Regions from separate parts of the Sus scrofa genome. Here all the other regions are linked to region 3. A link is a contact called in public HiChIP or PLAC-seq data. All regions are on one chromosome and are shown on one strand. Each heading gives the region's core, a stretch centred on a gene start, on an enhancer-like site or on the middle of the called end of the contact. The rest is flanking DNA. Distances are from core to core; before and after follow the strand shown.

Region 1 (4,312 bases), core at 1,307-3,806, 190 kb after region 3:
GTATGTACAAAATACATCATATGTACATACATGTATATATATTATATACCATTATATATATATACAAGTATCTATATATATATAGATATATACACACACCAAAAAAGAAGGAAATCCTGCTGTTTGTGACAACATGAATGGACCTTGAGGGCTAAGTAGGATAAATGAAAGATAAATACCATATGATGTCACTTACATGTGGAATCTTTTTTCTTCTTGTATTTATTTATTTATTTATTTATTTTGTCTTTTTTTTTTTTTTTTTTTTTTTTTTTTTTTTTTTTTGCCTTTCTTGGGCTGATCTTGCGGCATGTGGAGGTTCTAAGGTTAGGGGTCTAATCAGAGCTGTAGCCGCCGGCCTACGCCAGAGCCACAGCAACGCAGGATCCTAGCCACATCTGTGACCCACACCATAGCTCATGGCAATGCTGGATCCTTAACCCACTGAGCGAGGCCAGGGATCAAACCCTCAGTTAACCACTGAGCCCTGACAGGAACTCCCTATTATTTTTTTTTACGGCCACACCTGTAGCATATGAACACTCCCAGACTAGGTGTTGAATCCAAGCTACAGCTGTGGGCCAACCTGGGATTGGCTGTGTCTGTGACCTACACCACAGCTCACTGCAACACCAGATTCCCAACCCACTGAGCAAGGCCAGGGATCGAACCCGCATCCTCATGAGTACTAGTCAGATTTGTGTCTGCTGAGCCACCACGGGAACTTTTATACATGTGGAATCTTTAAAAAAAAACAAAACAAAAAACCTTCCATGGAGTTCCTGTCGTGGCGCAGCAGAAACGAATCCGACTAGGAACCATGAGGTTATGGGTTCGATCCCTGGCCTTGCTCAGTGGGTTGAGGATCTGGCATTGCCATGAGTTGCAGTGTAGGTTGTAGATGCGGCTCAGCTCTGGCATTGCTGTGGCTGTGGCGTAGGCCAGCAGCTAAAGCTCCAATTCAACCCCTAGCCTGGGAACCTCCATATGCAGCGGGTGTGGACCTAAAAAGACAAAAAAAAAGTTCTGAATTCATAGATAGAGAGAACAGATAGTGGTTGCCAGAGGCATGGGTTGGAGGAGGGGAAACTGGAGGGAAGGGGCATGGTGAAATGGGTGAAGGGGTCAAAAGGTACAAACTTCCAGCTATAAAATAAATAAGTTTCAGGATGTAATGTACAGCATGGTGACTGCAATTAATAATGCTGTTACGTATTTGAAAGTTGCTAAGAGAGTAGCTCTCAAAAAAGTTCTCATCACAGGAAAAAAGTTACTGTAACTATGTGTGATGTAGATGTTAACTAGATTTATTGGGGTGATCATTTCACAATATGCGCAAATATGGAATCATTGCTATATATTTAAAACTAATATAATAGGTCAGTCATATTCCCATTTTTTTAATTTAACTGTTAAATAGTGTGTAAGCACTTGGGAAGAGGTGTGATAACTGGTAAAAAAAAATAATTATAATGCTGTTCTGATAGCATTGGTAAAGAGGTAGAAAAACATATTTGAGTAAGAGTTACAAGCAGATAGTTTTTTCTCCAACCTGGGCCTCACGAACCTTTCTTATAAATGTTCCTTCCTCTCTACCTTTCTTTCATTCATTTTCTTCTTTCACACTTCCTCACCCCGAAGGCAGCCAAATATTAAGGAAATTGTCTTTTTGACAAACATCATTAAGCGGTGATCCTGGAAAAACTCCGGGGGATCACTATGGCTTCTCTCCACTAAACGTAAAAGGACTTTCTGGCTTCATCACATGAAGGAAAGCACTGTCTATATTTCCCTGTAACAGGGACGAAACAGATTGCACTGACTCCCTGAGAACAAAGCTTACATCTCTACAACTTCGAATTCTGCACAATTCCTTTCCTTCATTCATGAAACATGTTGCTCCTCTTAGGGCCAGACCTCATGTCAAGTGCCGGGGATACAAAGATAAATAAAGACACTGCCCCTAGTTTTCAGGGTGTTATTGTGGAGTGGGCTAAATAGACATATGAAATACAGTACAGTGTGAAGAATACATGGAGGGCTGGGGGATTATAGGAGAAGGAGTATTAAACTCTGTGCGAAAAAATCAGAGGAAGCCTCACAAAGGAGGTGACATTTGGGTGGGGTCTTGAGGGATCAGTAGGAGCTGGCTCTCAATTATTTCATTTGTAAGTAAATATACTTTTCCTTGTTTTGCCGAACTTTCGAATTCTTTTACCTTCCCAGCAATATCATGCATTACTTTCTTTCAAAAGTGAAGGGTTTAATTTTTACCAATACCTCGAGCTATTGCTGTGAAAGAAAAACACGAGCAGAGTTGTAAATAGAAACCAGAACTTGATGTTGGTGGAGAGAAGGAGAGGCTTTTACAGAAGCACAGGGGCTGGGGAGAGAACCGTGCACTTTAGGAGCAGCAGTACGTGCTAATTCGTCCTGCCCTTTCTCTTCCTCTGCAGCCATCAGGTTTGGGCGGATGCCACAGGCTGAGAAGGAGAAGCTGTTGGCAGAGATCTCCAGTGATATCGACCAGCTGAACCCAGAGTCTGCTGACCTCCGCGCCCTGGCAAAGCACTTGTATGACTCATACATAAAGTCCTTCCCGCTGACCAAAGCAAAGGCGAGGGCGATCTTGACAGGAAAGACCACAGACAAATCAGTTAGTTCTCTTCTCCTGTCTTCATTTGGGGTGGCTGGGGTTGTTGTTGTTGTTTCTCCCCTTGAGTAAATGGTTTTACCACATCACACGCACGCACACATGCACGCACACATGATCACACGTGTACAAACACACACACACACAGTACTGTTCGACTATTGGCCGGTACCTACCGCAGGCAGAGTCTGAAACACAGAAAGAGAAGTATTTTCAGACAGGGTAAGTAAACATCATTCTGAATAGGGAAAAACTCCTTCAAGTTCTCCTAATAAAATGTTTAAGAACAGTATAAAAATGCTGCCTAGGAGTTCCTGTTGTGGCTCAGTGAGTTAAGAACCTGATGTAGTCTCCGTGAGGATGTGGGTTTGATCCCTGGCCTCAATGAGTGGGTTAAGTATCTGGTGTTGCTGTGAGCTGTGGTGTAGGTCACAGATGCGGCTCAGATCTGGCATTGCTGTGGCTGTGTGATATAGGCCAGCAGCTGCAGCTCCCATTGGACTCTTAGCCTAGGAACTTCCATATGCCTCGGGTGAGGCTGTTAAAAAAGAAAAAAGAAAAAAAATGCTGCACAAGTCATTTTAACTTTAACAAATGAACTCTGACCTCTCATCCCACCACACCCTTTCAGGATCCCTGTCTTTTCTTGGCATCAGAATAACTGGCCACAACTGTATCCCTTCAAGCAGCCTTGCTTTTCTCTGGAAGGGCCTGACCTCGGTTTGGAAGAGATATTCAGTTCCATTATTGTATCATTCAGGAGAATGACTTGAGTCCTTTCTTAGGAGGTTCTCCATGGGGCACAAAAATAGGCTTCAGATATTACATCTCCTTTCTTTTCTGTAGTGCTCTCTCAATAGCTCTGTCCTTCTGCTGTGCATGAATTTTATCTTCTGGGAGGCTCCCAGCAGCCCAGGCTACCTCAGTGGATTCTCAGACACCTGCAGGCTTATTGATGACTACTGTTGAGAAAACTCAGAACGGGTTATGATGGTTAGAGTCAGGTTTTCCAAGAAGCAGAAATATTCCCTGATTGGAAGCTGAGAAAGCAAGTCGGGAGTTATATTAAAACAAAACACAGCTATACCTGAATCTGGTCCCAGTGCTGCCATCACCTTGCATTGCGACTGTGAGCTGGGTCACATCCATGTACCTCGGTTTTCACAGGTAGGGTCTGGCTTTGGGTATGATGTCTGTAGCAGGTTCCTAGGGTGGTAAGAGCCATAGAATACATTCAGAAGACACTTCTCAACCCTTGAAATCCTGTTCATGTTGTTTATTTTCAAACAAATACCTGCAGGAAAGGTGTGAAATTACTGGGCAGAAATGTGTAACTTTCCCCCCACTCATTTATACTTTGGGGAAAAATTTATCATGCGTTAATATATTTTGGTGACTGCCTCAAGATGTTTTTTCTTTTTTCCCTTTTCCTCTTAGCTAAACCATAAGAGTAGAATCAGCTAATAGAAAACTCCTGTGAGATACTTTTGCATAAAAAGCCAAATACAAGAAGGGCAGTGGGTTTTCTGACTGCAGGCAAGATCACGATGCCTTAACAATATTATGCCTGTATCCAGTTGTTTACAGGTTTTAAAAATTTTGCATAGTTATTATGTTCAAGACCCATGACCACCTTACAGCTGCTGTGATTATCCTCTT
Region 2 (3,934 bases), core at 252-2,751, 210 kb after region 3:
TTTTGAATGAATAGCAATCAATAATAATAATAATAATAATAATAATAGCAGCTGCCATTTATTGAATACTTCACTGGGAGCCAGAATATACGATTCCGTATAATCAGAATCTTTGATTTTTCCTTCAGCTCTAGAAAATCTCTCATGATCCCTGTTTTACAGATGGAGAAAACAAGTGTAGAGAGATTAATGTTTGCAAGGTCACAGAGTTGCTAATCAGGCCAAGGTCAGACCCAAACTCTGACCTTGAAACTGATGCCCTTATAACTGCTACTGCCTTGTGTGTATGGAGCTGTGGAAGCACTCTAGTTTCTTACTTGGTCTTGGAGTTCTTGGCAGTTATCAGAAACTACCTATTTCCATATAGCCTCCAAATATTTTAATCAAGAATGTCCAGTTATAATCCTGCTATCACTTGCTACTGTCCAAAGCCTTTACCTGACTACCTAACAGAATTACACCCCAGGTTTGAAAACTGCTCTGAGAAGGATAGAGCCCAGTGTTAACACCGAGACTAGGGCTGTGTTCTTAACTTTGTTCAGGTAGCCACTGCCCTGTTCGCAGAGCTCCCCCCAAAAATTGACGATAATTGATGATAAATCTAAGTAGATAGGTCCCAGCTTAATCAGATACCATCTTATAGCAGGTTCTAATAGAGATAAGTGGTCGCAAGAAAATGTATGAGAGAAATTTTAAATTGTTAATATATCCTCCAGTAATTGCCGGCAGAGACAATCCCAACATCGCTCCTTCTGTACATTGTACACGAACGTCTCAATGTCCAGCTCACAGAGCACTGAGGACCTGCAGGCACGGCGCTTGAGTGTCTGTCTCTCCTCCCCATCCCTAATTCCCCTCCAAATCTTGAGAGTGTTGCCAGCTCATGGGCAATCCTCCCATTTTGCTGCTTCCTACAAGGTAGAGTGGACAGCACAGCTCTCTCTCCCGTGAAACAAAAGGCAGAAGGCGAGAGCAGAGGGGCCTGTGCTTTTCTCAAGGAAGCCCCAGCTCAGGGGCCTCCCGTTCCCCACAGCCCAGGGGCCGCTCCCCTTCTTCCTTGTCTGTTGGCACCATCTTTACTAGTTAACTGGGAGGAAACAAAACCAGAAATAGTTTCAAACCTAGGTATTAAAAATACTATGAGAAACAACAGGCCAACTTTCTTCCACGTTCCTGTCTCATTCAGCACTCTGCTACCTTGTCGGGGCAGCTTTTTCGGACAAGACTTAGGCTGGTACCTAAGTGGTAGAAGTTGTTTTCCTGATGGTTCTCATGATATTGAGAATAAACACAGACATCTGATTCCTCATGTGACGGAGCCTGGGGACAGCCAAGGGGTGTTGATCACGGGGTTCAGATCCCTCATCTGGGCCATAATTGTGTCAGAGGATAATTGCCTTCATTTATTCATTGAAAAATATTTAAGGGGCACCTATACTGTGTCCACATAGTGCTGATGTTCTTTTCCTACTGTTGTGCCCTTCCGTCTTTGCTGCCACTTTGTGACTGGCAGACAGCCCCTGTCAGATGCCAGGGATAGCTTTGAGTCATGACTCATTGTGGGTTATCTAGAAATGTCCCATTCGTGCACTCTTCTCATAACCTTGTGGGCTTGGTTTAGACAGAAGCAGGTATATTTATGAGTTCTCAACTGGGACCCAAATTCTAAAAACCAGAGAGCTGGGGGTGGGGGTGGGTAGGGGGAAGAGAAACACACTAGAATCATCTAAGAAACTTAAAATAGATACACACGCGAACACACAGAGGCTTTTGTCACTTGCAGAACATAAAAGCATCTTTCTCTGTGACTGCCTCAGAGATAAACTCCCCCTCCCCCGGGGGCCCCGAAGCCTGGGACCATCTATGGAGTGTGCAGGCTGCCCTCTTTGACCTCAGAGGTGCAGGATTGAAAGCCAAACTGCTGAGTCATTCCTGTGCCCCCACCGCCTGTCTTGGAAGAGGTTCAGTCAGCCGGTTGGCGGGCCACTTTGGGGAGCACTTTATCATTTTGGGTTCTCACAATGTGTGTTTAAACTCTGGGTGACCCCAGGACGCCTTCCAGACGGGCACGACCCACCCAATGTTCAGACAGATCCTCTGCGAGTGAGGAAGAGTGAAACCCAAAGGCCAGCCCAGGTGGAGGCAGTGGCGGGTGGGCTACTGCCAGGGAGGGCGCCTTCCCTTCCCGGGCTCCCCCATCAGGGGACCGGGAGCGGCAGGGTGCGCCCGTGGACCCAGCGACCTGTCCCCAAACCCCCATCCCTCCACTTACTAGACTGTGATCTCTGGCAATTATTTCCCTCCCTGAGCTTTAATTGCCTTATCAGTGCCCTAAGTAAATGAAATAACATGACGTGAAGCCTCTGGCACAAGGCCTGGGACAAGTTAAGCACACAATCAATGCTAATTTTCCCTTTTCTCCTGTAGATAGAACTTGAAGTAGCCCCACACAGTCTTGCTGGTCAGATTGCTTAAAATTTCACCAAATGGTCATTCTTAAAAATCTCTCAGTACCATATAAATACCCCTGGGGTGATAACAGCTAATCCCTTTATCAGTTCTCACTTTAAGGAGATTAGTTGTGGATTGGGAACAAAACCCCCAGGGAGAGCAACACGATACCAGAGGAGGAGAGAGGGGAGAACTGGAGACCAGAACTGGGGGGACCTTGAGGGGTTTTCCCACTCCAGCGTTCTATAACATTTGGGGGGACATGTGTATTGAGGGGTCATACTTAGAGAAAGGCATTGGGAAGGGGAGAGTTGCAGGAACCAAATCCAAATCCGTGGCCACCTGTCATTTTGGGTTCCCTGTTGGCTTCCTGTGGTTTATTGTTGGCGTTTCTAGAGGTTGAGGAAACAAGAGGCATTGGCTTTGGAGCACATATGTGTGAGGCTTGATGGGAAAGAAGAAATCTTTCTCCTCCAGATTTCCACTCTAGCCTGGTTCCTCTGCCTCCTGCCCACCCCCACTCCCAGTCCTGATCAGAACTGGTGTGGACACAGAAGGAGCAGAAACGGATCAGCATTGGAGTTCCCACTGTGGTACAGCGGAAACGAATCCGCCTAGGAACCGTGAGGTTATGAGTTTGATCCCTGGCCTCGCTCAGTGGCTTAAGGATCTGGTGTTGCTATGGCTGTAGTGTGGGCCAGTGGCTACAGCTCCGATTTAACCCCCAGCCTGGGAGCCTCCATATGCCTCAAGTGCAGCACTAAAAAGAAAAAAAGGAAAAAACGAAACAGAAATGGATCAGCATGCCTCGGCTTGAGGGGAGCCCACCACTCCCCTGGCCTAGGCATAGAAGGGGGCAAAGCTTCACCTGGGTGACTTCGAATGACCAGAACTAGGGCACCCAAACCAAAGGAGGGGAAAGACAGGACCTCCCAGGAATGGGACAGAAGCCTCCAGTCCCATTTCCATTCTGAAAGAGCTGGAAATAGAACAGGGCCCATGCTCCATTCACCGCGGGTATCTCCAAGAGATGAAAAGAGCTTTGAACACAGCAGAGAAGAAAGTGCTGTCCACCTGGTTACCATCTGGTTACCTTTGTGGTCTGTGCTGAGGTTGGGGAGGTGGATTTTGGAGGCAGGAGTTAAGCGTTTGAGATGAGAAGACTTGGTGTGCAATTGCTACTTCATAGGCAGATAAAAGAAAATATGGCCTAGGCTGGGTTTCATTGTAGTGGTCATCTCCATCTACCATCCCAGCCAGATCGTCTGTGTTATTGCTGTGAGGGAGGTTGTCATCTGGACACACGTTTAATGACTGCTTAGCAGGGGTATGTTAACGTGAACCATGTCCAAGGGAAGGACCCCACCAGTAACATGTGCAGTCACAGTAGGATGTGCTCATCACAGATGATCTTTATCTGTTCTATACAAGATCTCTGTTCTGTTGTTCTCTTTCCCTGTGAGCAGCGATCAACCACATTGCT
Region 3 (4,181 bases), core at 921-3,420:
CCAGGGTGGTGTCGGCCATGCTCTGTCAGGTGGGGGAGAATCAGCTTAGGGCTCCCTCGCACTGCCAAGCTCGAGCAGCCAGTGTACCCTGACTGTCATGTGCCCTCAGGCAGCATGCTAAAGACAACTCTGAGGCCTGGGGCATCCGTGTCACAGTGTAGGATTGCCGTTCAGGTGTTTTGTACCCATTTCTTTTCTGATGTTGTCCCCTTTTTTTGTACCGATCCAGCTGGGAGAACCCCAGCCAATTCTGGAAGTGATTGAAGCACCTCTCTTTTGTGACTCTTGTACAGCTTAATGTGCAATAAAGGAAAAGTTATATCTGTCTTCAGTGTTAAGTTGTAAAGTTTCTGGCTATTCAAGCATCTCTGTACAGGTGGGAAAAGCACTCAGGTTTCTGGTGTAAGAGGCTGAGCTGTCAGCCTGCAGTACAAGAAAACGCTGATACAACGATGCCAAACTTTGGAAGAGGCACAAACTGGTTAACCTGAAATAATCTGCTAAATCTATCATCCTCACTAGTTATCTGATTTGAACTTAGAATTTCTTCAACCTGCAAAAATCCATTTATTTATTTACTTATTTGTATGTAACTAACCTTGGTGTTAATTGGTCATTAACGATAAAGTGGAGCCCACACCATGTAGAGGGGAAACTGGCTTACAGTCATGGATATGCAATGGTATAGACATACCGTTCTGCCTCTCCGGAGGTTTTAGGCATCCTGGTGTTTCTAGAAAACTAAGTTACAATATAACTCTTAGCTGTTGCTGCGTTTCTGTAAGGCCCATGAATGTGGACTCTGGGATTGAGACTGAGAAGTGAGATCTTCCAGGCCAATTGTGCATCAGGTCCATTAGTCAGTATGTGCTGATGACGGCATCTTTTGACCTCTGAGTGTAGGAACCTCTGTCAGCAAAATCTGAGCAATCTGGTACCACCCTTACTGCCCATCAGCCCCCAAGGAAGGGATGGCCTTTTTTTCTCTCCAGGTCACCAGATGGTTTTCTGCCTCATGCTGGAAGGTGGGGAGTGGGGGGATCCTGGTCATTTGGAGGGCCTCTTCTTTGCCAAATGGTGCCCACAGCATCTCCAGGGGAAGATGGGAGAATCTCACCACACACGCCTGGGAAGGACTGGAGTCGCAGAGGATGGTGCTAAGAGGCAAAAGAGTGCCTGCACACAAAAGGTCCTAGTTGTGGGCATGAGTTCATGCTAAAAGGAAGACTTTCGGCGGGGCTTGGCAATCAGACACATAGGCGTGGAGCGGGACGGACTAAGGCCAACTCCACAAAGACTGTGGAAGTCAGTGGTCATCAATGATTGTAAGGCACAGAATACTAACTGAAGAACTTTTTTGGTCCATTTGCATCTTTGAAACATTGCTACCTTGAAAGATAACTAAGACGAGGTGTTAATTTTTGACAGTTCCATGGCTGGAAACACCAAGGTCCAGAGAAGTCTGCTGACTTGCTCAAGGAGTCACTGATAGACTCTGTCTCGGGTTTTCTGACTCCCCAGTTCAGGCCAATCCAGGGCTCTTCCCACCACCTGCACTTTGTCTGATGTGTAGAACTTGAGACCTCCTAGTTCTTAGAAGCCTAGTGTGGGAGCCTCTGGGGAAGAGGGGTGGGTCCCTGTGGTCTGGGGGCCTTCTGTGGAGAGCTCACCTATGAAGGGGGTCACTCACCCTGTGGTTTCCTTCCTGTCCTCCTGACTTCTGCTGTGACTGAGGTGCTGTGGGTCTGAGGAGGGGCACGTAGTGGCGATGTCTGAGGGTAACCCGGAACTTGGGACTTGCGCTGGAGCCAGTCAGAGTCTCGGGTAGCTTCTTGTAATAGAGCTTATCCTTTGATTAATTAAGTAACCACACCCTTTGAGACATAGGTTCTAGTTAGGAAACCCTTTGATATGGTTAAATTATGAAGTTTTTCTTGTACTGAACCTAGGGGGCCCTGGGCAACCCCAAGGAGTGCAACCCCCAGGCAAGGTGCTGCCTCCACGCCGGCTCCCCCCTGGACCATCACTGCCACCTTCCTCTTCTTCCTCCTCCTCTTCTTCCTCCTTCTCGGCTCCTCAGCGGCCGGGCGGCCCCACCACCCACGGAGATGCACCCTCCAGCAGCAGCTCCCTGGCAGAGGCCCAGCCACAGAAGCCCCAGCCTCACCCACAGCTCAAGTAAGAGACAACTCAGCAGCACCTTCCCCTCCCCTCTTCCTGCCCCTCCTCTCAGGCCTTGGGCTCCAGAGCTGCTAGAAAGCACCTTCAATCAGACCTCCTCCTACAGATATTTTTGGGGGGTTTTTGGGGGGTTTTGTGTTTTGGTGTTTTTTTTTTTTTTTTTTTTTTGGTTGGGGGCAGGGTCGGCTTGATTAGGGAGGGTAGGAAAGAGGGAAGTGAAAGTCTGAGGTCTGGCTAGAAGCTCAAACCCCCCCCTTTCTTCCTGGGGAGTGGAGTGAGGCAGTTACTACCCCCTCCCCCATTCTTATACTAGCTTAGGGTTTTGAGGGTTTTTTTTTAAAAAACCCTATCTCCCACTGTTTTTTCCATTCCTTTTCTCTATGTATGTATGTATGTATGTATGTGTCTCTCTCTTTCTGAAAAAAAAAAAAAAAAAAAAAATTTTTTTTTTTAATTCTCTTTCCTGCCTCTGACTCACAGTTTAGGGTGTGCCAATCACCAAGGCTGCCCAAAAGGAAAAGGGGGAAGTAGTTAAATCCATTTCAACTTTTTACCTTCAGCTTTGTCAGAAAGAGGTTGGTTCCCAGTTGGTCATCAGAGGAGAGGCCCAGATAGAGACCCCGAGGAACTCCATCCTTTGGGGCTCCCTCATTCCAGCAGTAACCCTAGAAACCCCATTGCACTATCCTGCTTCAGAGGAAGGAACTGGAACTGGAAAGAACTGAGGGCCCCCAGAAAATAGTATAGCTGCACTTGGGAGGGGCAGTCCCTAGGTGCTCAGCTCCACCCTCTCCCCCAGAACCAGAGATGTCCCCAGACACAGATCCCAGTCATCAGTGTCAGCACAGACAGCCGCAGCCTCGGGGGAATGGAAGCCACCCACCAGTGCATCTCAGAGTAAAAAGATAAGACTCTTCAGGGAGGGAGAACAGGGGGCGTTGGAGCTCAAGGGAGCCACTCAGATCGTCTAGTCTCTGCACAGATGAGAAAACACTGCTCAAAAAGGTCTGATTCTCTCTTTTAAAGTCCTTTTGCTGGTTAGTGGCAGAGCCAGGAGGAGGGCTCAGGTAGTCCAGATGACTACTTTCTCTGGGTCTTCCAGTCCTACGTGATGGGATGGCCATCCCCTAGTCCTGTTCCCCAGCCCTGGCCAGGGCCGTGCTTCACACCTCGCCTCCCTCCTCACCTCACCCAGTCCTTGTAGGCATGATGACTTTTCATCTCTCCTACCTTCTCTTGAGCCAGCTCTGGCCCCAGTCTGAGGGCAGATCTCTGGGTTGTCACTGCCTCTGGTCTGAAGCTGTTGAGTAGAGCCAGACTCTGACGACAAGTGGGAGGCTTATACCTGGTGCCCTCGGCCTGTGCATGCAGATGAGTCCCTGCTCCCAGGGGCCAGCATGTCGAGGCTCATCCCAGGCCAAGTGAAAGGCAGGGCACCTGTTCAGTCACTGCAGGAGGAGAGCCGAGCTCAGGTTCCTGTAGAAGGGAGTTTCCGGGGCTGTGCCCAAGTGCAGGGGAGGGCTGAGAGCGCCGAGGCACTGGGAGAGGAGTGCTGGAGCCAGAGACCAGCAGGAGAGAGACGAGGAAGAGCGAAGACAGCCATGGAGATGCCAGCCCACGTGTCCTCTTCTGCAGTGCTGCGTCTGGCCTCCTCGCGACCTTCCTGCCTTCACGGTTTTTTCTCTGTCAGTCACGAGTGTCCCAAGGGAAAAACTGGTCCCTAAAGTGTGTGCAGTGGGTTTTTTTTCCATGGGAAAACTTGTCTGCTAAGCTTGCATAGGCCTGAGTGTGGCTCCCCCCCTCCCGGATAGCCTGAAACTCATAGTCCTCCAGTCAGGTTCCTCTGAGCAAGGCTGCAGGGCGATTATGTCCCTTCTAAGACTGGTAACTGGAGGCAATGGAGTTTGTGCCAAGTCAAAAAGTTCTTTTGAAATCAGAGAATAAAAGTCATCTACATAGTGCAGTTAAGAAACCAAACAATGGAGTTCCCGTTGTGGCGC

The links. HiChIP or PLAC-seq counts read pairs in DNA pulled down with a chosen protein or histone mark.
Region 1: a contact with region 3 is called in an H3K27ac HiChIP or PLAC-seq map of alveolar macrophages. The contact joins two enhancer-like sites. A contact is called at or near these places in 1 of 47 Hi-C or Micro-C datasets (embryonic fibroblasts) and 2 of 2 datasets of contacts at active chromatin or transcription factors (alveolar macrophages and skeletal muscle).
Region 2: an H3K27ac HiChIP or PLAC-seq map of alveolar macrophages shows a contact between it and region 3. The contact joins two enhancer-like sites. A contact is called at or near these places in 1 of 47 Hi-C or Micro-C datasets (embryonic fibroblasts) and 2 of 2 datasets of contacts at active chromatin or transcription factors (alveolar macrophages and skeletal muscle).

Annotation. Positions count from the first base shown.
Region 1 is chr13:68,404,430-68,408,741 of Sscrofa11.1, forward strand. It overlaps PPARG (peroxisome proliferator activated receptor gamma), which reads left to right. Exons shown (of 7, transcript NM_214379.1): 5 at 2,457-2,656. Among named protein-coding and RNA genes, the nearest start is that of PPARG, 43 kb to the left of the region's middle. Within about 2 kb of position 2,557, at least 14 of the 83 cell types and tissues checked have an H3K27ac peak or open chromatin away from gene starts, as enhancers often do. A contact at or near this core is called in alveolar macrophages, where this site is marked.
Region 2 is chr13:68,422,045-68,425,978 of Sscrofa11.1, forward strand. The region is part of intron 6 of PPARG (peroxisome proliferator activated receptor gamma); the gene reads left to right. Among named protein-coding and RNA genes, the nearest start is that of TSEN2, 57 kb to the right of the region's middle. Within about 2 kb of position 1,502, at least 10 of the 83 cell types and tissues checked have an H3K27ac peak or open chromatin away from gene starts, as enhancers often do. A contact at or near this core is called in alveolar macrophages, where this site is marked.
Region 3 is chr13:68,215,666-68,219,846 of Sscrofa11.1, forward strand. It overlaps SYN2 (synapsin-2), which reads left to right. Exons shown (of 14, transcript XM_021069343.1): 13 at 1,950-2,178. Among named protein-coding and RNA genes, the nearest start is that of TIMP4, 27 kb to the left of the region's middle. Within about 2 kb of position 2,171, at least 17 of the 83 cell types and tissues checked have an H3K27ac peak or open chromatin away from gene starts, as enhancers often do. A contact at or near this core is called in alveolar macrophages, where this site is marked.